4 separate regions of the Mus musculus genome follow, and regions 1, 2 and 3 are each linked to region 4. The links are chromatin contacts, called in public Hi-C and HiChIP or PLAC-seq maps. All regions are on one chromosome and are shown on one strand. The core of a region is the stretch at or near the end of the contact, and the rest is flanking DNA. Distances in the headings are between cores, read along the strand shown.

Region 1 (2,700 bases), core at 50-2,549, 89 kb after region 4:
GTGCAGAGAAGGAGAAACAGAGGCCATTTTAATGGAAGAGTTTTATAGAGACAGGATGAAGAGAGAATGAGGTAGACATAGGTGAACACAGAATGAACCAGAGAATGAGAAGGAGCCAGAAGGTTAGAACATAGTAGGAAGGTTAGTATGAGGCCAAGCAGAACAATTCAGTCAGAAACTGAGAGGAGCCAATTTGAATCAGTCAGCTTGAAGAAGAGTTTGAGTCAGAACAGCTGAGTTGAACCAGCCTGCCACAGTTTGGAAAAAACTAGAAAGCCAGTAAGTCTCAGAGGCTGAAAGCATTCTAGGTCTAGATTGAATTGAACAGAGGCTAGAAGCTTATAGGTTATAGGTTAGCAGACAGAGGCAACAAGCCTCAGAGATAACAATTAACTCAAAAGAGTAAAAAATACTTTTACAGTTGCCATATGTTTTGGCAAATATAATGACAAAAGAAAAAAATTGGACCTGTAGGATTCCAAGACAGCAAATTCATGGACCACAGACAAAGAAACAGACAGAATGCAAACATAATGACGTTCATAGAAACCATAAGTTTTTCATTTTCTGATATTTTAATTACTGGACAGATTTTGGGGGGTTAGTTTTCATAAGTGACTACATGCAATCCTGAATTGGCCATATGGAAGAGAGTAAAAGAATCCCCTGGGAATGTTACAGTAAGAAACCAGAACGTAGGAAGAAGAGTTATCGGATCATTGGGTGGTTGCCATTAGCATGAAACTTCTAGAATTTCATCTTCATAAACACCACTTGAGTCATCTGCACTGTGAGATCTAAATATCCTGCAGTTCTCTGTCCTTCATATTTTAACTACCATTTATTTCTTTATGCCCTTGCTTTGCTCCAGCCTTGCTTGGTCTCCACGGTCTATCAACTCAGTCTTTCCCTTGCCCCTTTCTTTGAATTAAACTTTCTGTCAGAGCCCGGCTCCAGATAACTGAACCGCACCTTAGCTCCCTGGATGCAGGAGATGTCTCCTGGCCACACTACATCCCCCAACACGTAGACTGTCTATGCCTCATATCTCCCCCATATCATATCTCATGCCAATGTGCTCACTCTGCCAACATTTTATTTCTTCCCAAATGAAGTAATAAAGCCATCAAGATTAAGATAAGCATTTTACAAAGACACAGTAAATAAAGCTGTCAAAGAAGTGCACACTTACTTAACTGTGTTTGCATCCCTCCTTTTGTCATCTGTAAACCAGCCTGGCCTGTTATCACTCACCTCAGCTCTTTATTTGGCGTATCCACACTCAGACTTCTCATCTGTCATTTTGAACTTCCTGTGTGAAATGGCGGCTGAACCGCCTACCTTCTCAAGAACTAAAGTCTTGTGCACTCAGTTAAAGGTTTCTAGCTGATTCACCATGTTTTGCAGTATAGCAATACTGAAGTTCATGTAGCAAGATGTATATTATTTAGCTGTAAGTTGTTTTACTCCCCTTTGCATTGCACACTCCCTGTAGAACAGTTAAGGTATTATATTGACTTTCACAAAATTAAGCACACATACAGATCATACTGCTTCTGTATTTCATTCCTGGATATTAAAGAGTAATACAAAATATGTGTAATATTAAGGAGGGACTTAGATCGTGTGCTTGTAGAGAATAGAGATAATCCAAGTTCTCCATCAAATACGAAGGGGCAGATATTCTCCAAGATGGCAATGCTGTTGACAGTTGCAGTGTGGGACAAGGATGTCAAATGACTTCCATCCATGCCTCTTTATTCACAGTAGATTGCTATAATAGCATTCGAGTTCTTGAAGTATTAATTAAAAAATTTAAGAAGAAAAAAAGTTATTGACCATGAATTTTTCTTCTAAAGAAAAATGTGAGTCACAGTTGGATTCTCTGAAAGCACATTCATGAAATTTTAGTCCAAAGTGGATTCCCTGAACTCACTTCCATTCTTGATTTCTTCAAGATGTCTACCACTTATGTCTTGATCATTGTGAAAATAATGTGCCTGCTCACTGCACAGCTATATCACTGCACAGTTGAGTTTATAACATTTAGTTTTTGTTGGTTGTTCAATTAAGTCTCCCAACAAGGTGTCATGTAGTTCTGTACCAAATGTACACAAACACTCCTGGGGTGGGCATGTCTTCACTTTCTGTAGAATAATCAGATCCCATGGATTTCATACCATCAAACATTACATAGGGAGAGCTGCAAAACAACAGCATTTCAAATTTTAACATATGAATGTGACAGAGTCCACTAAAAAGAAGTCACCAACAAAGCCAGACTTTGAATGGAGATGCGTTTTGCTTATTAAGAACAAGTCGTATTGCTTGGGAACCTGACACAGAGATGAACACGGTAGCCATGTTAAAAACAGTTTCAAACAATGACTTGTGTAAGGTGACCTCAGAGTACTTTTGCATCTCTCCTCCCGAGAACCTGTAACTGTGTTTGCTTACCCTCAAGTGGATTGTGTTGTGTCTATATTCAGTTATATGAGCATTTCCCACAGATGCTGTCAGCAAAATTGGTGCCAGTATCGTAGCATGAGTCACAAGGCTCTGCCTTAAACTACTTGGCTATATGCCTGATTCATTGCAACACATATCTCCACTACGCAGAATAATTTAGTACCCTCTGAATATTAGGTGCTAGAAGTAAGGAATAAATACGAGGATCTCTGTCTATGTGTTGAAGAAATT
Region 2 (2,700 bases), core at 175-2,674, 72 kb after region 4:
TTCTTTATTTACATTTCAAATGTTATTCCCTTTCCTGGTCTTCCTCCGAAAACCCCCTATCCCATCCCCTCCCCTCTCCCCCTGCTCACCAACACACCCATTCCCACTTCCTGGCCCTGGCATTCCCCTACACTGGGGCATAGAGCCTTCACAGGACCAAGGGCCTCTCCTCCCACTGATGACCAACTAGGCCATCCTCTGCCACATATATAGCTGGAGCTATGAGTCCCACCATGTGTACTCTTTGGTTGGTGGTTTAGTCCCAGGGAGCTCTGGGGTTACTGGTTAGTTCATATTGTTGTTTCTCCTATGAAGCTGTAAATCCCTTCAGCTCCTTTGGTCCTTTCTCTAGCTCCTTCACTGGGGACCCTGGGCTCAGTCCAATGGATGGCTATGAGCATCCACTTCTGTATTTGTCAGGCACTGGCAGAGCCTCTCAGGGGACAGCTATATCAGGCTCCTTTCAGCAAGCACTTGTCATCCACAATAGTGTCTGGGTTTGGTGGTTGTATATGGGATGGATCCCCAGGTGGGGCAGTCTCTGGATGGTCCTTCCTTCATTCTCTGCTCCACACTTTGTCTCTGTAACTCCCTCCATGAATATTTTGTTCCCCCTTCTAGGAAGGCTCAAAGTATCCATACTTTGGTCTTCCTTCTTCTTGAGTTTCATGTGGTTTGTGAATTGTATCTTGGGTATTCCAAGCTTCTGGGCTAATATCCACTTATCAGTGAGTGCATATCATGTGTGTTCTTCTGTAAATTGGGTTACCTCACTCAGGATGACTTCCTCCAGATCCATCCATTCGCCTAGGAATTTCATAAATTCATTGTTTTTAATAGCTGAGTAGTACTTCATTGTATAAATGTATCACATTTTCTGTACCATTCCTCTGTTGAGGGACATCTGGGTTTTTTCCAGCTTCTGGCTATTATAAATAAGGCTGCTATGAGCATAGTGGAACATGTGTCCTTATTACCTGTTGGAGCATCTTCTGGGTATATGCCCAGGATTGGTATTGCTGGGTCCTCAGGTAGTACTATGTCCAATCTGAGGATCTGCCAAACTGATTTCCAGAGTGGTTCTGATAAACTTCTTAACTGCTCAAATACCTTGTACATGCCCACAAGTCCAAATAAACCTCAAATAGTGAAGTCTTTTTAGTAGTAAAAGTTGATAATGAAATAAAATTATTTCATTCGACTTCTCTCCCTGAATGTAAACTAGCCACACCAGAGAGCGCTGACTTGCTCAGCTGGTCCATGACTTTGCAAAAGCCACCCAATTCCCACCTTCTAAAGTAGGCGATCTGTTCTTTACCGATTCTTACGAGTCCTCAGTGACGCATTACATGAGGAACCTCCACACTACAGTCTTATTTGGAGAAATGGCCTAGGTCAATGACTTCATCCTTAAACTTCCTCAATCAAATCCTGTGTGGAAAGTTGTGGTTTCTCAAAGTATTAGCCATGATGTGTTTGCAGTATGTCTTCCCTTGTAGATTTAAAAAGAAAAAAAAAAAGTTACATTTTGTATATTTACAGTCAAACTTCAAGTGTGTGTTACTTTAAAATCGGTGAGCTAGGCTGAACAGGTTGCTCTTGAGGACGGTGGCATGTCACCAGTGTGGGCTATAGTGACCCCCTAACTGCCTTCAACGTGACCCCAGTGTTCACTTCAGCTGACATCTGTCTGCTCATGTCATATTCTTGCATTTTGCTTTGTGGACCCAAATTATTTGCCCAGTCCTAAGACAGATAAATAAATGTAAAAGACTCTAAAGTGCAGGGGGCCAAGATAGGGCCGGTGTGCTCACTCTCTCGCACCACCCAGCCAGCTACTGCTGCTGCGGCTAGAAAGGCATATAGAGAGCAGCTATGGGTGTTGCCTCTCACCCTCCCCATCCCGGCCTATAAGGTTCCACCAAGTTCCTACGTTTCTTCTCTTTCTGCTTTGCCTTTAAGGTATACAAAAAGCAACACATCCTGCCTTCTAGCAACACCAGCCAAGAAAAGCAAGCAGGGAAGGGGCAGAGTGGGACAGGGACCTACCTGTTAGAACAGAAAGCCACAGACAGCCTCAGTGTGGCAGAGCAGGCCTCTCCCCGACTCCACCTAGGCAACTCCCTCCCCTGGCCCCCAGGCAAGGACAATAGATAAGATCTCGCTGCTGAAATTTCAGAATAAACACACCTAAAACCCTTAACCCCAAAAATTTCAGACTTCATTTAACTGCTTGTTCTTCTCCCTAACAGGAACAGCTAAAATGATGTTCATGCCTTTTAACCCAAAACTCCCATGCTTCTTTATTTAAATGTTTGTTTTTCTCCCTAAGAGGAATACCTGAAACAATGTTCCTGCCTTCAAAAAAATTGCCTTAAAATTTTTCAATTGGTTTAAAATTTCTTTTAAACTTCAAAGATCATATTGAATCTACTCCCACAGGTCAAACCAACTATGTCAATAACCATTATTGGATCCTTAACTAACAACCAGTTTCCTTTTACAGACAAGCTGTTACTGCCTATCCCAGATACATAATTAACATGTTATTTCTTCCTCGGCTCTTCCCTTTGCTTTCTTTAATACGTACAACACTTAATGGATTCCTTCCAGGTCTAACTTCCTCAAATACCCTGGCCTTTTTTCTAGGACCATAACAACAGACCACCCAGTGTGCACCCAAGCAAACTGTTACAGGCT
Region 3 (2,700 bases), core at 37-2,536, 90 kb before region 4:
GGAAGCACAGCTGTTGTGAGTTCACAAATACAATGGCTTTGTCTCTACATCACTATCCTGCAACAGTCCTCCCAGACTTCTGGCTGTTACAATGTTTCCTGAGTCTTGTGGGGAATGGGGTGACATAGGTGCTCATGGCTTGGCCCTCCACAATCATTTTTTCTCTGAACATTGACTAGTTGTGAGTCTCTGTGTTACCATAAGAAGCTCCTAATGGATGCTGAGAGCTTCACTAGTCTATGTATGTAGAGAAACATATTAAGAAGGGAATTTGATGTTAGGTCCATTTAGCAATACAGCATAGACTCTTGGCCAGGTTTACAGTGCCAGATATAAGTTCTCTCCTTTAAGGCACAGTCGGTAAAGGTTATCAGAAAGCTGACAGTTGCCCTTACAAGTACAAGCCATTACTTCACCAATTGGCATATTTTTCCAGGTCAGTCACACTGTAGCTGGTAGGAATCATAGATAAACAAGAATCTTGCTGGCCTCTCCCCCTGACCCCAACAGCCTGTGTATCACCTTCCAGCACTGAGAAAGCTAGCTAGAAAGGCAGATGCTTTTAGGTCAGTATTGGCTTGATGGTTTCTTGTTTTTTGTTTTTTGTTTTTTGTTTTTTTTTTTCATTTTCTGTGACCAGTGTGTGTCATGTACAGACTACTTCTAGGCAATATCATAAAACCACAAATCTGGAACACTGTGTAGTACAAAACTGCAGTCATATACAAGCATGCCTTCCCATGCAATAAAGCAAATGCAAGAAATAAGCTCTGAAGCTAACGGCAGCCTCTGCTCCCACCCACCTCTTCCCAATCTGAAGTTTCGCATGCAGCTTTAATGGGAGATTTATGATATTGTATTGTGTATACAATTACATTCCATTGTACATTTCCTGTGAATTCATACTTTCAATGGAAGAAATTCACCCTTATTTTCAAAAGCAGGTGACTCATGATACATTTCACTTATTAAATAAAGGTGCAAAATTGTTCTCTCTCTATAGTTAAGCATATCCCAACCACATCAAACCCCAACTAACAATCATACTTAGATTTTTAAACACAAGAAAGTATGGTGGGCTTAGGCCCATTCCTGATGACCTTAAAGGCTCTCAGTGATATTAAAGTTGATCCCTTTAATCTGGGATACAGAAAAAAAGTGCTGTCTGGCTCCATTGCAGATTGAGAAATTGGAAAAGGAAGGACAAGGGATTGCTCAATCCAATGAGCAGAACTGTAAAAAGGAATCAAAGATCTCTGATTCATTGTCTGGTCTTTTCTAGAGGTAGACCGCACTGCAGTGTTTAACTCACAGTCGGATGCTGTAAACACAACTAACCACAGGACATGCAGCGATTTGAGGAAGCATAAATATAAAGTGCATCCTCTCGAGCAAGTGCTAAGCATGTCCCAGACTTGTGGTGGCCTCTTAACATTGTTATAACATGTGCATTAGGAAAGGGCCACCGGGAACAGCACTGATACCATCTTGAAGGTAAACGAAAACTGATGTTTTGGGGTAACTGGCTATTTCCAAAGAGAGAAGAAAACAAAGAACTAAAGAAACGCAAAGCAAATTAAAATAAAAGGAGAAAACAAGTCTCTAAAGACGTAAGATACTTTTTGATAAAGCCTGTCATTACAGTTTTTATTCTGCGAAGTCAGAACCCTGTCAAGGACTTGGGTCCTTGTAGCTGATTGTTGGGGGCATCCAGAGCATTAATGTGAGGCATGGGAGAGGTCAAACAATGAGAACTATTAGTATGATACGTAATTAGTGTTAGTCAGTGACGTGCGTGTGTCTTAAGAATGGCCATAATGGGTAACATCATTTCCATGCCCTTGGGATTACTAAGGGTCACACCATGCCTCCAAATCTCATGCAGGGTCTGGGGCCATCCATCCTTTTGCCAAGTTTATGAGGTTTCAAGGGGTATTAACTTTCATCCTTTCCTGTATATCTTGCACACGAGTTAAGTAGACCTTAGTGCCTTGGGGAGATTGACACAGAGTGTAGAAACATGCTTATTGTTTGATGGGCAAGAACCCATGTGGCATGAACCTGAGGTTGGCTACAGCTCTTCATTATAGCTATGATGGAGATTAAGCATAAATTGGGGTGTGGAACCAAAAAAAATAGCAGTAAGTGAGTAATCACAGTTCCCACTCGCCTTCACTGGGTATCTAATCTAACCTGCATTTGCTTGACCACTGAATCTACTGAAACAAGCTATTGCTACTACTGATGAACCCCTGAACCTCCATCAATACTGTGTCTCTCTGTCCTTAGTACCTATGCTATAGTTTCATTATCTTGGGTTAGAAGTTGAGCTGATTTAATTTGCTCAACTAGCAGAACATTTTAGACTTTCAACTTTGCATCATTTGAGCATCGAGCTACCTTGCACCTGTCTGCACAGAGTAACTGAAAAGTGTCCACTTGCTATTTTCAAAAAATAGTACAGCAGCATTTGAAGACCCAGAAAGCTCCAGTGTTCCATCATGTGCAATGTCAGTTAGGGTCTAAGATGTTAGCTTGTAGAGTGACTCCTTTATTTTTATGCTGGTCTAGCAGCACTAGGGGGTGGGGATCAAGGTCACCAGCAGCAGTTGTTGCTTTATGGACAGTAGAATACTTCTTCTGTGCCCTAGTGCTAGTGCTTATGTTCTTCTGACTAGAACCAGGACATCTGAATAGCCG
Region 4 (2,700 bases), core at 28-2,527:
TTATTATTTTAATTTTTATGATAATCTTGAGAAAATTGAATCAAAGTTTGATTTAGGTGCTTATTTTCAAAGGCAACTCACTATGTTGAGCCCCCTTCCTGTTTTTTTGACAAAGCTAATTACAACACAAAACCGAAGTGTAACCAGGAGACTATGTAATTAAGTATATATGCAAATATTCATCAGCTGCCGTACAACCAGTAACACCAAGCAAATTCAGTTCTTAGACCAAACCTCCCATCAAAAATACTTAAAGTTTTGGAGATGTTTCCTTACTCATGACACATTTTTTGGCTTCATTACAAAAATAGCTTGACTTTATGACAACTTGGTTCAATGCATTTATTTAAATCTTGAAGGATAATATAAACATCGGAAGATTGCAGTTACATTAAAAGTAGACAAGATTCCAGGAGTCTTGTAACACAATTGACATTTAGGCAGCTGATACCTAACTCTCCAGGATTTTCTTGATTACTTTCTTATATAGGGGTGCTTGCCGGTCCAGGCAAATTTTCCTCCCATTCTTCAGGGTGGCTCTGTCAGAGGGGAAAGAGGGGAAAGGGAAGGAATTGCTTTACAGATCCTTGGTTGGAAGAAGGGAAGAGATGGGAAGGAACAGGTAGCAGAGGAGAGGACGGGCCTGGGGGATGTGGGCAGGACTCACATGAGCTGGGGAACCGCACAGTGGCGTCCTGCCTTGATCACCTCCAGGCTGGTGATGTGCTTAAGATGGATCCCAGAGGAGATGGTCTTCACACACACACAGCTAAGATCTCCATCGCTTTCTTCGGGACCAGCTGAGGGTAAACGGGGAGAAGAAGAGGGGAGTAGAAGAGATAGCGATGACCCTATCATCTGCCGGTGTGGTACCTCTGGACCTTTCCACAGGCTTGGTTACAGCATCGCCTTCCCCTCGGAAGGCAGGTGGAAAGCCCATACAATATGACCCGATGTCATCAGAGTTCACCTCCCCGCACCTGAGGCTCCTGAACTGTCTTCCTGTCCCTAGCATCCCTTCACCCAATCTCACCGCTGGTGACAGCAACCACCGCTGGCAGAAACAACAGGCCCAGAAGCAGCAGCTCAGGACTGGGCCGGAGGCCTCGAAACACCGCAGCGACGCTCATGTCAAGAGGGTGCCACTGGACCCAAAGATAAAGTTCTACCTTGAGGAAATGGGTCTAGGGCTCTTAAGTGCAGGCCAGCAGCTCCTGGGACTTCCCAAGCACGTTTTATCTTCACTGCCTGCCCAGTCCGGAAACCCAGGATACAGGATGAGGAAGTGCTCTGCAGAAGCAATGACACTTGTGGAACAGTAATTGGGATCTGGCCAGCCAAGATTAAAATAAAACAGAGCAGAAAAAAAAAAAAAAAAAAGCTGAGGCCAGCTGTCTTGACTAGTAGCTGGCAGCAGGATCCACATCTCCAATGTGAATTGATATCAACAATTACAGAGTGAGAAACAGTAGGACTTGGAATTTAGCAAAAGGTATGCTGTATGGGGCAGAGAACTTTCTGAGATCGCCATCGGGTTTGCAGAACACACACCTTCAGTATCAATGTGTTGCCTTCTTGGCTTCCAGTCACGTAACTCCAAAGCCACTGTCACTCTTCCTGCCGATTGTGGTGAGGCTGACCGCTGTGGGGTTGGAGATGTGGGGTTGGAAATTTATTTTCTGCCACTAAAAAGATGAAAGTTAATGTCTAGGCGATGACTTCTGACTTTCACCCTCATCCGGAAGCTCTCCCGAGCCTCTTGCATGAAATTCTGGAGGCTCTTCTGACTGCAGTCCAAGCTACTGCAGGAAGCAGGGTCTGCTGTCCCCACGACTCTTTAGAAAAATCACCGAAGTAGTGAATGCATTCCTTTGGTAAAATCTTTGAGTCTAGCTATTTCTCTACTCAGCTCTATCCTGGTAAAGACTAGATAAAAGAGTTTTCTGGAACAGTTGGAGATCTCTTTATTAATTTATGCCGTATATGGTGATAATTATGTGCCCCTGTATCTGTCCCTCATGTGTAGTGATACAGTCAAGCATAATTCCCTGGGACATACATTTCTGAATACTCAGCATAGACTACAATGGCTACTGCAAACCATGCTATAAATCCTATGCGTTTAGGGAACTGAAACTTGAGGCCCCTGCTGAGTCAGCAAAAAAACAAAAACCAAAAAACAAAAAAGAATGGATAAGAGGATTTGAATCTGGACAGCAAGGGACTCTTCTGTGCAGCCTTGGCCAAAGATTTCAGCATTTGCAGAGTCAAGGAATTCAGGCAATGACGTCAGGCAAGGCAGCCTTTCTCTCCATTTAAAGAAAAGAATCCAGTTCAGGTGCACAAGAGTAAAAGATGCTCTCACCTCAAGAAGAAGAAGCACAGTGTAATGAGTGCCACAGTAAGATCCAGGCTTGTTGGCTTTCAGAGAGAGACTGCCTCAGAGAGGCACGGCTGGTTTTAATAATTGGAGCGAAGCTAATGAAAATGGCTAGAGACTCTGTTCACTGCTTTATCACATGTTTATGGACATTTACATAGTTATTACTGAATTAAGTGTTCATTTTATGGATAAAATATCCACAGGCCTGACCCTCTGGTGGTAGAGATAGAGAAGGAAACTCTCCTCCATGCTGAGTTTGAGTGAACTACATGTTTAGCATATAAGTGTGTCCTAAAGTCCATGTACAGGTTGGAGGA

The links. A called contact is a pair of places that touch in the nucleus more often than the background predicts. HiChIP or PLAC-seq counts read pairs in DNA pulled down with a chosen protein or histone mark.
Region 1: a contact with region 4 is called in an H3K27ac HiChIP or PLAC-seq map of embryonic fibroblasts, with 29 read pairs. The contact joins the enhancer-like site here to the promoter of Pf4 in region 4. A contact is called at or near these places in 16 of 39 promoter capture datasets (the 3T3-L1 cell line, 3T3-L1-derived adipocytes, the C10 cell line and 11 more), 1 of 15 datasets of contacts at CTCF or cohesin (the G1E-ER4 cell line), 25 of 484 Hi-C or Micro-C datasets (the 3T3-L1 cell line, 3T3-L1-derived adipocytes, the C2C12 cell line and 17 more), 12 of 115 datasets of contacts at active chromatin or transcription factors (the HPC-7 cell line, the NIH/3T3 cell line, bone marrow-derived dendritic cells and 9 more) and 2 of 9 other capture datasets (adipose tissue and bone marrow-derived macrophages).
Region 2: a contact with region 4 is called in a Hi-C map of bone marrow-derived macrophages, with 3 times the contacts expected there. The contact joins the enhancer-like site here to the promoter of Pf4 in region 4. A contact is called at or near these places in 8 of 39 promoter capture datasets (the 3T3-L1 cell line, the C10 cell line, the HPC-7 cell line and 4 more), 11 of 484 Hi-C or Micro-C datasets (the 3T3-L1 cell line, the HL-1 cell line, bone marrow-derived dendritic cells and 6 more), 7 of 115 datasets of contacts at active chromatin or transcription factors (the HPC-7 cell line, bone marrow-derived dendritic cells, bone marrow-derived macrophages and 4 more) and 4 of 9 other capture datasets (adipose tissue, bone marrow-derived macrophages, liver and 1 more).
Region 3: an H3K4me3 HiChIP or PLAC-seq map of bone marrow-derived macrophages shows a contact between it and region 4, with 3 times the contacts expected there. The contact joins the enhancer-like site here to the promoter of Pf4 in region 4. A contact is called at or near these places in 7 of 39 promoter capture datasets (the 3T3-L1 cell line, 3T3-L1-derived adipocytes, liver and 2 more), 1 of 15 datasets of contacts at CTCF or cohesin (the NIH/3T3 cell line), 7 of 484 Hi-C or Micro-C datasets (the 3T3-L1 cell line, the AML12 cell line, the C2C12 cell line and 3 more), 4 of 115 datasets of contacts at active chromatin or transcription factors (bone marrow-derived macrophages, embryonic fibroblasts, fibro-adipogenic progenitors and 1 more) and 4 of 9 other capture datasets (adipose tissue, bone marrow-derived macrophages, liver and 1 more).

What each region holds. Positions count from the first base shown.
Region 1 is chr5:90,681,905-90,684,604 of GRCm38.p6, reverse strand. No RefSeq gene overlaps it. Among named protein-coding and RNA genes, the nearest start is that of Gm36084, 32 kb to the left of the region's middle. Within about 2 kb of position 1,299, at least 32 of the 459 cell types and tissues checked have an H3K27ac peak or open chromatin away from gene starts, as enhancers often do. A contact at or near this core is called in the C2C12 cell line, the G1E-ER4 cell line, the HPC-7 cell line and 5 more, where this site is marked.
Region 2 is chr5:90,699,070-90,701,769 of GRCm38.p6, reverse strand. No RefSeq gene overlaps it. Among named protein-coding and RNA genes, the nearest start is that of Gm36084, 15 kb to the left of the region's middle. Within about 2 kb of position 1,424, at least 21 of the 459 cell types and tissues checked have an H3K27ac peak or open chromatin away from gene starts, as enhancers often do. A contact at or near this core is called in bone marrow-derived macrophages and granulocyte-monocyte progenitors, where this site is marked.
Region 3 is chr5:90,860,682-90,863,381 of GRCm38.p6, reverse strand. No RefSeq gene overlaps it. Among named protein-coding and RNA genes, the nearest start is that of Cxcl1, 29 kb to the left of the region's middle. Within about 2 kb of position 1,286, at least 8 of the 459 cell types and tissues checked have an H3K27ac peak or open chromatin away from gene starts, as enhancers often do. A contact at or near this core is called in the HL-1 cell line and bone marrow-derived macrophages, where this site is marked.
Region 4 is chr5:90,771,012-90,773,711 of GRCm38.p6, reverse strand. It overlaps Pf4 (platelet factor 4), which reads right to left and starts at 1,277. Exons shown (of 3, transcript NM_019932.4): 1 at 1,034-1,277; 2 at 668-800; 3 at 329-539. The coding sequence starts at 1,130. The coding sequence ends at 452.